2 separate regions of the Macaca mulatta genome follow, and region 2 is linked to region 1. A link is a contact called in public Hi-C data. All regions are on one chromosome and are shown on one strand. The core of a region is the stretch at or near the end of the contact, and the rest is flanking DNA. Distances in the headings are between cores, read along the strand shown. Region 1 holds the start of LOC106997723. Region 2 holds the start of XRCC2 (X-ray repair cross complementing 2).

Region 1 (6,653 bases), core at 2,579-5,078:
TTAAACGAGTTAAAAATACTGAAATGCAGCAAGATGAATTTGTTGTTATTGTTTCGAGACAGGGTGTGGCTGTTGCCCAGGCTGGGGTGCAGTGGCACCATTATGGCTCACTGCAGCCTCGACATCCCCGTCTCACGCAATCTTCCTGCCTCTGCCTCCTGAGTAGCTAGGTCTACAGCTATGTGCCACCACGCCCAGCTAATTTTTTGTACTTTTTTCCTTTTTGTAGAGATGAGGTTTTGGCATGTTCCCCAGGCTAGTCTCCAATTCCTGGGCTCAAGACACCATCGGCTCTGGCCTCCCAAAATGCTGAATTACAGGTGTGAATCACCTTGCCTGGCTGCAGCATAATTTAGGATTGCATTTTATTTAATTTTTTAATTCTTTAGTTTTTCTTATTATGGTAATATAATAGATCGAGGAGCTAATTTCCAGTATTCATTTTTTGTACAATGATATGCAATTCATTCTCATGATTTGGCAGTGTTGACTTTCCATTATTGACAATCTCGTGATCTGAAGAAAAACACTCGTAGTTTTATCTTTTTAGTGGGTATTAAGATCAAAATGAGAGAAAGAAAGAAAGAAAAGAAAAGAAAAGGAAAAGAGGCCGGGCGCGGTGGCTCAAGCCTGTAATCCCAGCACTTTGGGAGGCCGAGACGGGCGGATCACGAGGTCAGGAGATCGAGACCATCCTGGCTAACCTGGTGAAACCCTGTCTCTACTAAAAAATACAAAAAACTAGCCGGGCGAGGTGGCGGGCGCCTGTAGTCCCAGCTACTCGGGAGGCTGAGGCAGGAGAATGGCGTAAACCCGGGAGGCGGAGCTTGCAGTGAGCTGAGATCCGGCCACTGCACTCCAGCCTGGGCGACAAAGCGAGACTCCGTCTCAAAAAAAAAAAAAAAAAAAAAAAAAAAAAAAAAAAAAAAGAAAAGAAAAGAAAAGGAAAAGAAAAAGAAAAAGAAAAAAGAGGGCAGGCGCGATGGCTCATGACTGTAATCCCAGCACTTTGGGAGGCAGCGCCGGCTGAATAACGAGGTCAGTAGTTTGAGTACAGCCTGGCCAACATGGTGAAACCCCATCTCTACTAAAAACACAAAAAACTAGCTGGTCGTGGTGACAGGCGCCTGTAATCCCAGCTACTCAGGAGGCTGAGGCAGGAAAATCGCTCGAACCCGGGTGGCGGAGGTTGCAGTGAGCTGACATGCTGCCACTGCACTCCAGCCCTGGTGACAGAGTGAGACTCCGTCTCAAAAAAAAAAAAAAAAAAAAAAAAAAAAAAAAAAAGAGAGAAGAAAACAACCTCCAGTAGGAATAGATAACAAAACATTTGAAATAAGATATATATTTATACACCCAATGAGGGCTAAGAGTTTCTAGCACTGTATAGGTTGCCAATTGGTCAAAACAGAAAGCAACGATTCCCTTTGGAAAATTAGCTGGCAGTAAGAACTGGCTACAATGAAAAGCCAATAACCATGTATGAAAGGCCTCTTTTTGTTGCTTTGTTTGCATTTAATTTCTACTTAAAATACTTCTATTTCAATACTTATAAATAGTATTTATAAATGTAATCAATATGGTAGTTCTTCAAGTGCAATAATACTACAGATAATTATGAATAAGCTCATTCTTATGTTGAATGTAAGGAATATACATCTATATATAGACACCTATATATACTATAATCTGTATATACCTATATATCTATATAGATATCTCTATATATAGATACCTGTATATATGTATTTTTGAGACGGAGTCTCGCTCTGTTGCCCAGACTGGAGTGCAGTGGCACACTCTTGGCTCACTGCAACCTCCGTCTCCCGGGTTCAAGCAATTCTCCCGTCTCAGCCTCCCAAGTAGCCGGGACTACAGGCGCCCGCCACCACGCCCCGGCTCATTTTTGTATTTTTAGTAGAGACGGGGTTTCACCTTTTTGGTCAGGCTAGTCTCCAACTCCTGACCTCAGGTGATCCGCCTGCCTCGTCATGCCAAAATGCTGGAATTACAGACGTGACCCACAGCACCCGGCCATATTTTCTTTCTTAATGACTATTTTTTGTAAATATAAAAACATGTCTGTACATTCCGTACACAGTAATATTTTATTTTCTTCCCAATGTGATAACTAAAATACATTTAAATGAAGGCTAGAATTTAAAAGAAAATTCTTTTACTGATAAATACACTTGTAAAGCAATGAAAATGTTATATGCATTGCTTTGCATATAAACGTTCAAGAAGTATTTGTTGACCAAAGAAATGTCTGAAAATGAAATATTTTAATCTGTTCCGAAATGCCATAATATTGCAAAGAAGCATTTCAAAATATTGTGTCAAATGTTCAAATTTAGCATTCAAATTTAGCGTTTTCCCACATTTTACCCTTCAATTCATACAATTTGCAAAAAGAGTACATGAGTTGATCACTGTTACTTAAAACAATGCGTCACCTTGTTCGGGAGAGAAATTAACATAACGGTCAAGGAGTGAAAATTAAACAACATGACATTTGCTGTCCATTCGATGTTAAAGTTCTAAGCAAATTAGCATGGAGAAAAGGGGATGGGTAGAAATAATAACAGAGCATTGCTTGATTAGTCCGCCTCCACCTCCACGCTGTAAGCGCTGGACAGATCCGGCTTTACTGAGTCCACCGTGCAGGGAAATGGACGCGCGGGCCAAGCGGAATCCCAGGGGCGCGATCGCACCGGCTGGCGTTCCAGCAAACCCTGCATCCCGGGCCCTGGATTCACGCTGCCTTCTGTCTGAGTCTTTGACGTCTTCTCCTCTGCCTGGAAACAGATCGCGGCGGTCCGTACCAGAGAGTGGGAAAGTGCAGGACCACCCGCCAGGAAGACCCGAGAGCGCTGCGCCTTCCCCGCGGTTCCACGGGCACAAAGCGGCAGCCCCAGCTGCGAGCGTGCCTCCCCCCGAGCGCGGCCGGGCTCCCGCGGGGAACAGGTGACCACGGCGCGCGTGGGTGCGGGCGCCAGGTTCCTCCCGACTCCCCCCTGCGACTCCTCCCGACTCTCCCCTGCGGCTCCTCCCGACCCCTCCCTGCGGCTCACCCCGCGGCCGGGGATCCCTCCGCCCACCGCTGGCCCTTCCGCGCCAAGTAGTGCGCCCCCGGCCCCCGCAGCTTCTGCCAACCCGGGCCCGCGGGGACGAGTCCACGGTCGCGCGCGAGAAGGAGCGGCGCGGAGACTGTCGGGGGTGCGGGGAGTCCAGAGGTTTTGCCCGCGAGGCCGCGCGGGGCTCCCAGTGTCCAGGGAGACAGCGCGGCTGAGCCCGCGGGACCACGGCTCCACCCGCCGCGAGCGGGCCGGGGGTGTACGGCCGAGGCGGAGCCGCCCGGGAAGCCGCACGAGGCCGGCGGCCGGCGGCGGAGGCAGGTGTCCCGAGGCCCGCCCCACCCCCACCGCCGCGGGCAGGAAGAGGAAGGAACCGCGGCCAGGCCTCGCGGGCGGGGGTGCCCGGCCCGGGAAGCGCGTGACCTAGTTCGTCCCAAAGTGGATTTGACAGGTTGTCAGCTCCACTCCCCGCCCCCACCGCCTTCCGGGTCTCCCTCCCCTCGCGGGGCGGCCCACGGCCCGCGGTCCCCGACTCTGCCTCCCATTGGCTCTCTCGCCGCCTGGCGCCCCGCCCCCTCGGTATCACCCTTCCATTGGCTTGGGGCCCCGCCCCTGCCCCAACATGCCCTCCCACTGGCTTCACGCCGCCTGGCACCCAGCCTCAGCCCAGAGGACCCAGCCCGACCTCCCATTGGCCTCGCGCCGCCTAATGCCCCGCCCTCGCCCCGGCCCACCCTCCCATTGGCCTCATGTCGCCTAGCGCCCCGCCCTCGCCCCGGCCCGCCCTCTCATTGGCCTCGCGCCGCCTGGCGCCCCGCCTCCTCCGCAGCCCCCTCTCCCCGCCCAGCCCGGCTGGCTGCTCGGCTGCGGGTGTTCCTCTGTCTCGGTCTCTTTCCTTCCCTCCCGAGTGTTGCTCCTGTTCCTTTCCTTTTCTCCATGTCTCCTTTTTCTGATCTCCTCCCGTTTCGGCAGCCCGAGCGGTCTTGCCCGGCTGCACCCTGCGGCCTGAACTGGGCCCCCGGTGCCGCTGCCTGAGTTCCACGACCTGCCCTGGGGCCCCCTGCAACCTTCCCGCTGCTCCCGGAACCTGACCCCTCTGTGCTTCACTTCTCGGTTTTCTTCCCTGAAATAAGCACAGCGAATCCCTTCTCCAGGTTTTCTCGTGTGTTCAGTCTGCAAGGCTTTTCTCCCTTTCTCCACCCTGCGCCTCGGTTTCTCCCCCGCTTCCCCGCCCTCTCTAAACTCAGCCAAGTGGAACAGATCTCCCAGCAAAACAAGGCAGAGGGCGAGGATAAAAATGATAAATGTCAATATCAACATTTTTATTGCTTTAGGTTTTTAAAACACAAAATTAGCAGGAACGCCCAGATCAACCCAGACCTAGGATCAAGATGGAGTTTCTTAAAGTACCAAGTGAGACTGTAGTGACAAAGTCGATTATCCCAGCAATATTATCAGCTTTGCCTGGGGAATCTACTTTTACTTTGTTTTTATTGTTTGTTTGTTCTGAGATGGAGTCTCGCTCTGTCGCCCAGGCTGGAGTGCAATGGCGCGATCTCGGCTCACTGCAACCTCCGTCTCCCGGGTTCAAGCAATTCTCCTGACTCAGCCTCCCAAATAGCTGGGAGTACAGGCGCCCACCACCACGCCCAGCTAATTTTTGCATTTGTAGTAGAGACGGGGTTTCTCCATGTTGGTCAGGCTGGTCTCGAACTCCGTATGTCAGGTGATCCGCCCGCCTCGGCCTCCCAAAGTGCTAGGATTACAGGCGTGAGCCACTGCACCCGGCCTACTTCTAGTTTGTTTATGCAGTATTCTAACGATTTAAAATTTGTATTTTTTTTTTTTTTTAATTTTCTGAACTCGTTTTGTAAATGGCTGCTCTTGAATGTGAGGATAAATTGACTGACTGATGAGGCTGAGGTTTGGAGCCAATCCCCGCCCAAGGCATTTGGCATCAAACACGAGAAACCCTTGGCTATTCAAATGAGGAGACTCAAGTAACTTTCCCAGGGTCACTAAAGTGGGAGACCTCAAACGTGGACCCAGCTCAGACTCCAGAGGTCCACCAGGACGACCCATCATGGCTCATTAATATATCCGGAAGAATGGCAGAACTGCTCTTTCCAGCTGCCTTCCTGCCTATCGTGGGGGTCCTAACCGAGCTCCCCACCATGGAATTCAAGGCCTACCTTATAGGATCCCTGGCTTACAGGAGCAGTTTCAATGCAGCAAGCGCACTGACCACGTTTCTGCCAAGACCTTTTTGTCAGAGGGCCTTTGTACTTGAATTTCTTTAGACTTCTCACCTGGCTTCGCTCATCTGTCACCTTGGGGAGGCATTTCTCTTTCTTTGTTTCTTTCTCTTTCTTTTTTTGAAACCGAGTCTTGCCCTGTTGCCCAGGCTGGAGTGCAATGGCACGATCTCAGCTCACTGCAACCTCCGCCTTCCAGGTTCTAGTGATTCTCCTGCCTCAGCCTCCTGAGTAGCTGGGATTACAGGCATGTGCCACCACCCCCGGCTAATTTTTGTATTTTTAGTAGAGACAGGGTTTCACCATGTTGGCCAGGCTGGTCTCTAACTCCTGACCTCAGGTGATCCATTCACCTCAGCTTACAGGCATGAACCACTGGGCCCAGCCTCTCCTCTCCTCTCTTCCCTGCTCCCCTCCCCTCCCCTTTCCTCTCCTCTCCCTTTTCTTCTTTCTCTTTCTTCCTTCCTTCATTTCTTTGTTTCTTCCTCCTTTCCTTTTCCTTTTCTGTTTTTTGAGATGGAGTCTCTCTCTGTTGCCCAGGCTTGGCTCGCTGCAACCTCTGCCTCCCAGGTTCAAGTAATTATCCTGCCTCAGCCTACCTAGTATCTGGGATTACAGGTGCCTGCCACCACACCCAGCTAATCTTTGTAGTTTTAGTAGAGAGAGCGTTTCACCATGTTGGCCAGGCTGGTCTCGAACTCCGGACCTCAAGTGATCTGCCCACCTCGGCCTCCCAAAGTGCTGGGATTACAGGCATGAGCCACCACGCCTGGCTTCTTTTTCTTTTTTCTTTTCTTTTTTTTTTTTTTTTTTTTTTTTTTTTGAGACAGGGTCTCACTCTGTTGCCAAGCCTGGAGTGCAGTGGTGCAATCTTGGCTCACTGCAGTCTTGACCTCCTGGGCTCAGGTGATCCTCCCACCTCAGCCTCCCAAGTAGTGGGGACTACAGGTATGCACTACAACACCTGGCTAATTTTAAAATTTTAATTTAATTTAATTATTTCGAGACAGAGTCTTGCTCTTTCACCCAGGCTGGGGTGCAGTGGCGTGATCTTGGCTCACTGCAACCTCCACCTCCCGGGTTCAAGCGATTCTCCTGCTTCTGCCTCCCAAGTAGCTGGGATTACAAACGCCCTACGCAGTGCCCAGCTAATTTTTGTATTTTTAGTAGAGATGGGGTTTCACCATGTTGGCCAGGCTGGTCTAGAACTCCTGAGCTCAGGTGATCTACCCGCTTTGGCCTCCCAAAGTACTGGGATTACAGGCGTGAGCCATGGCACCCAGCCGATTTTTTTTCTTTTTTCTTTTCCTTTTTTTTTTTT
Region 2 (6,881 bases), core at 2,624-5,123, 230 kb before region 1:
AGCCTCCCAAAGTGCTGGGATTACAGGCTTGAGCCACCACGCCTGGCCAATTTTTTGTATTTTTAATAGAGATGGGGTTTCACCATGTTGGCCAGGATGGTCTTGATCTATTGACCTCATGATCCACCCGCCTTGGCCTCCCAAAGTGCTAGGATTACAGGTGTGAGCCACCATGCCCAGCCTCTCTCTTTTTTTTTTTTTTTTTTTAGACAGAGTCTTGCTCTGTCACCAGCCTGGAGTGCAGTGGCGCCATAGACATGAGCCACCGTGCCTGGCCTACTGTGGCAATTTGTAAACATTTTGATTTTGGGTTCAGGGGTACATGTGCAGGTTTGTTATACAGATAAACTCATGTCATGGGGGTTTGTTGTAGGAATTATTTTGTCACTACTAAGCCTAGTATCCAATAGTTATTTTTTCTGCTCTTCTCCCTCCTCCCACCCTCCACTCTCAAGTAGGCCCCAGCGCGTGTTGTTCCTTTCTTTTCGTGCATGAGTTCTCATCATTTAGCTCCCAATTATAGGTGACAACATGTGGTATTTGGTTTTCTGTTCTTGTGTTAGTTTGTTAAGGAGAGTGGTCTCCAGCTCCGTCCATATTCCTGCAAAGGACATGATCTTGTTTTTGTTTTGTTTTTTTCTTGTTTGAGACACAGTCTCACTCTGTTGCCCAGGCTGGAGTGCAAGGGCATGGTCTCGGCTCACTGCAACTTCTACCTCCCTGTTCAAGCAATTCTCCTGTCTCAGCCTCCCGAGTAGCTGGGATTACAGGCATGCACACCACACCCGGTTAATTTCTGTATTTTTAGTAGAGACAGGGTTTTGCCATGTTGGCCAGGCTGGTCTCAAACTCCTGACCTCAGGTGATCTACCAGCCTTGGCCTCCCAAAGTGCCAGGATTACAGGCGTGAACAACTGATAATTTCTTTTTTAGGAGGTAAAACATTAGTATGATTCTAAAAGTTAGAGCTGGCCAGTCATGGTGGCTCATGCATGTAATTCTGGCACTTTGGGGATGCCAAGGTTGGTGGATCACCTGAGATCAGGAGTTCCAGACCAGCCTGACCAACGTGGTGAAACCCCATCTCTACTAAAAATACAAAAATTAGCCAGGCATGGTGGCAGGAGCCTGTAATCCCAGCTACTCAGGAGGCTGAGGCATGAGAATCACTTGAACCCAGAGGCAGAGGTTGCAGTGAGCCAGGATTGTGCCATTGCACTCCAGCCTAGGTGACACAGCAAGACTCTGACTCAAAAAAAAAAAAAAATTGGAGCTGTCAAAAAAAGTTACATGTAGAGAAGTATCCCTCACCCCATCTCTTTTACCCTATTTTCATCCTCTATTTTTTCCAACCTATTTTTATCCACCCTCTGTAGATAAAGAATCCTGTTTGTTTCTCATGTATTCTTCCTGTGTTTCTTTTTACCCAGATGAGCAGAGACATGTGTATCTTTTTCTTTCCCCCTCCCTTGTTACAAGAAAGCTAGCAAACTGTAGACACCCCTTCCCATTTTGCCTTTTTCACTTAATGCTATATCCTGGAAATCATTCCTTACACATGTATAGAGATCTTGACCATTCTTTGTTGCAGCTGCATAGTGCTCCATTTTGTGGCAGTGCCATATTGTTTTCAACCACTCTCCTACGTATACGCATTTAGGCCATTTCCAGGATTTTGCAATTACAAACCATGCTGCAATATGCTTTTTTGCATACATGTTTTTGCAATGTTGGAAATATGACTTCAAGCTAAATTCCTAGAATTAGGATTGCTGAGTGAAAGAGTTAATAAATGCATCATTTTGTTAGATAGTGCCAATTTCGGCCAGGTGCAGTGGCTCATGCCTGTAATCCCAGCACTTTAGGAGGCAGGAGGATCACTTGAGCCCAGAAGTTATAAACCAGCCTAGGCAACATGGCGAAACCCCATCTCTATTAATTAAAAAAAAAAAGATATTGCCAAATTCCTTTCCAAAAAGACCGTATGTTTTCATGTCTACCAGCAATTTCTGAGAGCGCTTCAAGTATCCTTTTAAACAAGAAGGGATGTTTCTGGAGCATTAAAACTGAAGTAATTTCAAAACCATGTTGTGCTCACACAAACAGGTGTGCACTTAATGGACTAAACTAGTTCAGCTGACATGTCGTCTTCATTAGGAACAGTGTGGAGACTGAAAAACTAATTTAGCCTAGAGCAGCTATTCAATTGTAAAGTCTCCTTTCTCAAATATTGATTTACTATGTGAGGAAATATTTACTTTGTATAGAAGTGTGTGGAATGGACGAGGGGGTTGACCTACATATGTGGTTTGGTACACACATATCCTCATTACAGAGGGCATAATGAAGATAGAGGTGGTTCGGCACCATAGGAAAGGGAAAAAAGGAAAAAAAAAAAAAAAGACGGTAGAGGTGGCCTCCCAAGCATCCACTCTCACTCCTCTTGTTAGTGATTCACAATTTGTTGTTATTGTTGTCATTCACTGTTCTGCACACCTTTCCACAGAGCCTATGTGCTTTGAAAGAATATGTCTGTATTCCGGATAGAAGTGGAGCACATGGGGCCAGGTGCAGTGGCTCACGCCTGTAATCCCAGCACTTTAGGAGGCCGAGGCGGGCGGATCACAAGGTCAGGAGTTCGAGATCAGCCTGGCCAATATGGTGAAACCCCGTCTCTACTAAAAATACAAAAATTAGCCAGGCGTGGTGGGGTGTGCCTGTAGTCCCAGATACTTGGGAGGCTGAGGCAGAAGAATCACTTGAACCCGGGAGGCAGAGGTTGCAGTGAGCCGAGATCGCGCCACTGCACTCCTGACTGAGTGACAGAGCGAGACTCAGTCTCAAAAAAAAAAAGGAAAAAAAGAAGTGGGGCACACGGCTCAGGCCTAAGCTAACCAGACCAATCTCACTCCTGATGGTTGTTAATGTTTCAGATGTGGGTCTGCAACCCTAGGTAGAGAAGAGGCCAAGGTAGAAAATATGAATCTGAAGTAAAAAGAAATGAGGTACTTGTTTGCCTAATCAAGCCTCTCAATTAAACTAAACTTGAAGCCTGTCTTACCCTTGGACTTCTAGTGATGTCACCCGGTAAAGCCCATTTGTTTCAGTAAATAAGAGTTGGGTTTTCCGTGACTTGCAACCAAAACCATTCTAACTTACAAAACGAGCAACTTTAATATTATGTATGAGAAATACTTCATTGTTACATGCTCTTTCTCCAGCATGTAACTCTGGAGTCAGAGTCTCTCTCTGTCACCCAAGCTGGAGTGCAGTGGCACAATCTCGGCTCACTGCAACCTCTGCCTCCCTGGTTTAAGCGAGTCTCCTACCTCAGCCTCCCTGAGTAGCTGGGATTACAGGCGCCAGCCACCATGCCCGGCTAATTTTCGTATTTTTAGTGTAGACAGGGTTTTTCACTATTTTGGCCAGGCTGGTCTCGAACTCCTGACCTCAAGTGATCCTCCTGCCCACCTCAAAAAGCAACTTGATAAATCCACAGGCCCGGTATATTTTTAAAATTCTTTTAAATATAGTATACTTTTCTCTTTTTTTCCAGAATTAACCAGGAATCGCACACACAGCCTGAGGCTTTTAACCCGAGAACGGACAAAGGGGCCTGCTTGTGCAGTACAAGTATTTTTAAAGGTTAAACAAATTAAGTACATAAGGTCAGTTTTACCTAATGTAATAATAACGAACCAAAGTTTACAACAGGGAAGAAAAGCAAAGCACCAGCTGTCCCCGCCACCCCTGCCCGGTCTCCAAGGAGACGCTGGAGAGCGCCACGGGGGCCGCGGGAGTCTGACGTCACAGGAACTGGGGGCGGTGGTGGCCCGCACACCCTATTGCGCATGCTCCCGCCTCCCGGCGCGGCCTGGCACAGTGCGCACGCGCGCGCGTGGGCTGGTTTGACTGGCAGTGGCGTCTGCGCCGTTGGTGAATGGCGTTGGTGGCGGGAAAGTTGAGTGTCTCCTGCGCCGAGCCTTCGGGGCGATGTGTAGTGACTTCCATAGGGCTGAGTCTGGGACCGAGGTGAGAGCCGCCGGGTTGGGAGCGAGGGAGATGGGAACAAGGCCGCAGGTGGCCAGGGGAGCCGAGGGAACCCGGGGGGCTGGGAGGCTTGGGGCGGCGCGGCCTGGCCAGGCTGGGACCGGGCTCTCGGCCTGGACACCGGCGATGCTGGCACCCTCTGCCACCTCTCACCTGGGCCCCAGGGGTCCGCCCCTGGGCAACCTGGAGTCCTCCGAGGTGCGAGGACCGGGCGGAGGTGGAGGAAGTCTTTCTGGATAGTTTGGAAGACCTGCTGTCTGCCCAGATCGATATAACATAGGAGGTCTCTCCTCCCAAGAGTGATGGTCTAAAAACCCGTCACAGATTACTGTTGGAAGTGGCAAGCTATGCAAGAAAAGCTAGAAAAGAGAGGGGTCGCCCGTTGGAGCATTTGGAGCTTTTCTGGAACAGGTGGTGTTTGCGGAGGTTGCCTCACCTCCCTGTAGTCCACGTGTCTCTGCTTAGGGCATCTGGGTCTCGCGACCCCCCAGTATTCATTTCCAGCCCAGGTAGCTCCAGAGCCACACAAGCCGATGGAGGCCTCTCAAGAATTGAACTAAGTGTCCAGCGCTTACTGTGTGTCAACTACGGGTTAAGGGATAGGAGTAAGCAACAAAAGACAACTTCTGCCATTAAATAACTAGTAAGGGAGGCTGCTGTAAGAATTACAGTATTGCACAAAAGTTTGTTGTGCATTAGAGGGGCGGGCATCATGGAAGATGCAGGAGGAGATGACTGAAGTTCCAAGGACCATTTGAAATGATTTGGCAAGGAGGGGATGACATTCAGAGCGGAGACAGTGGGGAGTACATGGATTCTGAATTAAGCAAGAGCATGGCTTATTTAGATAACTGCAACTGTTTCTGTAAAATTGGAACAAAGGGAGTGAGGGACAATAGGTTGGGAAGTTAGCGCTCAGCAGTGGGCAGGGTATGAAGGATCTTTTTTTTTTTTTTTTTTTGAGAGGGAGTCTTGCTCTGTCCCCCAGGCTGGAGTGCAGTGGCCGGATCTCAGCTCACTGCAAGCTCCGCCTCCCGGGTTTACGCCATTCTCCTGCCTCAGCCTCCCGAATAGCTGGGACTACAGGCGCCCGCCACCTCGCCCGGCTAGTTTTTCGTATTTTTTTAGTAGAGACGGGGTTTCACCGTGTTAGCCAGGATGGTCTCGATCTCCTGACCTCGCGATCCGCCCGTCTCGGCCTCCCAAAGTGCTGGGATTACAGGCTTGAGCCACCGCGCCTGGCCTGAAGGATCTTTTATGTAGATGAGAGAGGAAGCAATCTCAAAAGAGTCAGCAAACTTTTTTGTGGAGGGCCATATGGTAAATATTTAGGCTTTGCAGGCCATGCCGTTTCTGTCACAACCACTCAACTCTGCTGTTCTAATGGGAAGGCAGTCATAGATAAAGGCACATGGCAGCGTTCCAAGAAAGCTTTGTGTTTTGGATTTGGCTTTCTGGCCATAGTTTGACAATCCCTGTTCCTAAAAAGTAGAGCCACTGCTTAGTATAAGAACGGCTACAGTTAAAATCATATATATATATGTTTAAAAATATATTTATATATAATATATAGAAAGTATATAATATATAAAAACACATTTTTTATATATAAATATATATTTTTCGAGATGAAGTCTTGCTCTTCTTCCCAGGCTGGAGCACAGTGGTGCAATCTCAGCTCTCTGCAACTTCTGCTTCCCGGGTTCAAACGATTCTCCTGCCTCAGCCTCCCAAGTAGTTGGGACTACAGGCATGTGCCACCACACCCAGCTAACCTTTGTATTTTTAGTAGAGATGGGGTTTCCCTGTTTTGGCGAGGCTAGTCTGGAACTCCTGACCTCAGGCGATCCGCCTGCCTCAGCCTCCCAAAGTGCTGGGATTACAGGTGTGAGCCACTGCGCCCTGCCAAAACCTTATGTTTAAATGATTATTTGAAACCCAGGTTAAGGTCTGATGATTTTTGCCATCAGAACAAGCCTCACATCCAAAAAATGGGAGTGTAGCACAGTTAAGTCATGGAACAAAGAACTTAACATCATATCATTTGCCTACCTTGTCTGTGTGGCAATCCTAAACTAGTTCATATTATTCTGGAGTAGAGTGGGGTGGAATGGAGACTAGGAGCTAGGCGATTGGCGCTGCTCTGTTTTCCTTTTTATTAACAAAACCCGTTAAGCCAGCCTCTTTCACTTTAAGTGTCTTGGGGAACTGTGTGGCCACTGCCAAATTTGTTTGAACTCTAGCTGCTTTGCACATTCATCTACTTTGAGTTTACTTGGAGGGATTGTGTTGACGAATATATCTGAAGCCATAAGCTAACCCAAGAAACTGAAATAAGCTACTTTAAATTTTTTTTTTTTTTTTTTTTTTTTTTTTGAGATAAGAGTCTCACTCTGTCGCCCAGGCCTGGAGTGCAGTGGCACGATCTCGGCTCACTGTAACCTCTGCCTCCCGGGTTCAAGCAGTTCTCCTGTCTCAGCCTCCTGAGTAGCTGGGACTACAGGCTCACGCCACCTTGCCTGGCTAATTTTTTTTTTTTTTTTTTTTTTTTTTTTAGCAGAGACCAGGTTTCACTATGTTGGCCAGGCTGGTCTTGAACTCCTGACCTTGTGATCCACCTGGCCTTGGCCTCCCGAAGTGCTGGGATTACAGGCATGAGCCACCACGCCCAGCCTCCTTTAAAATTTTAATTCGCTAGAATTAGAACCTAATAAAATAGTTAACCTTTCTTGTGAATATCAGGGAAAATACATTTCATACGGGGTCTTCAAGAAAATAAAGTTGTAAGAATATTTTTTTAGGCTGGGTGTGGTGGCTCATGCCTGTAACCC

The links. A called contact is a pair of places that touch in the nucleus more often than the background predicts.
Region 2: a Hi-C map of fetal cortex germinal zone shows a contact between it and region 1, with 2.6 times the contacts expected there. The contact joins the promoter of XRCC2 here to the promoter of LOC106997723 in region 1. A contact is called at or near these places in 2 of 14 Hi-C or Micro-C datasets (cortical neurons and fetal cortex germinal zone).

Annotation. Positions count from the first base shown.
Region 1 is chr3:191,878,680-191,885,332 of T2T-MMU8v2.0, reverse strand. LOC106997723 reads right to left here and starts at 3,828. Exons shown (of 3, transcript XM_077998197.1): 1 at 3,812-3,828; 2 at 3,556-3,637; 3 at 2,267-3,500. The coding sequence starts at 3,828. The coding sequence ends at 2,601.
Region 2 is chr3:192,103,711-192,110,591 of T2T-MMU8v2.0, reverse strand. It overlaps XRCC2 (X-ray repair cross complementing 2), which reads left to right and starts at 3,873. Exons shown (of 3, transcript XM_001108141.5): 1 at 3,873-4,032. The coding sequence starts at 3,994.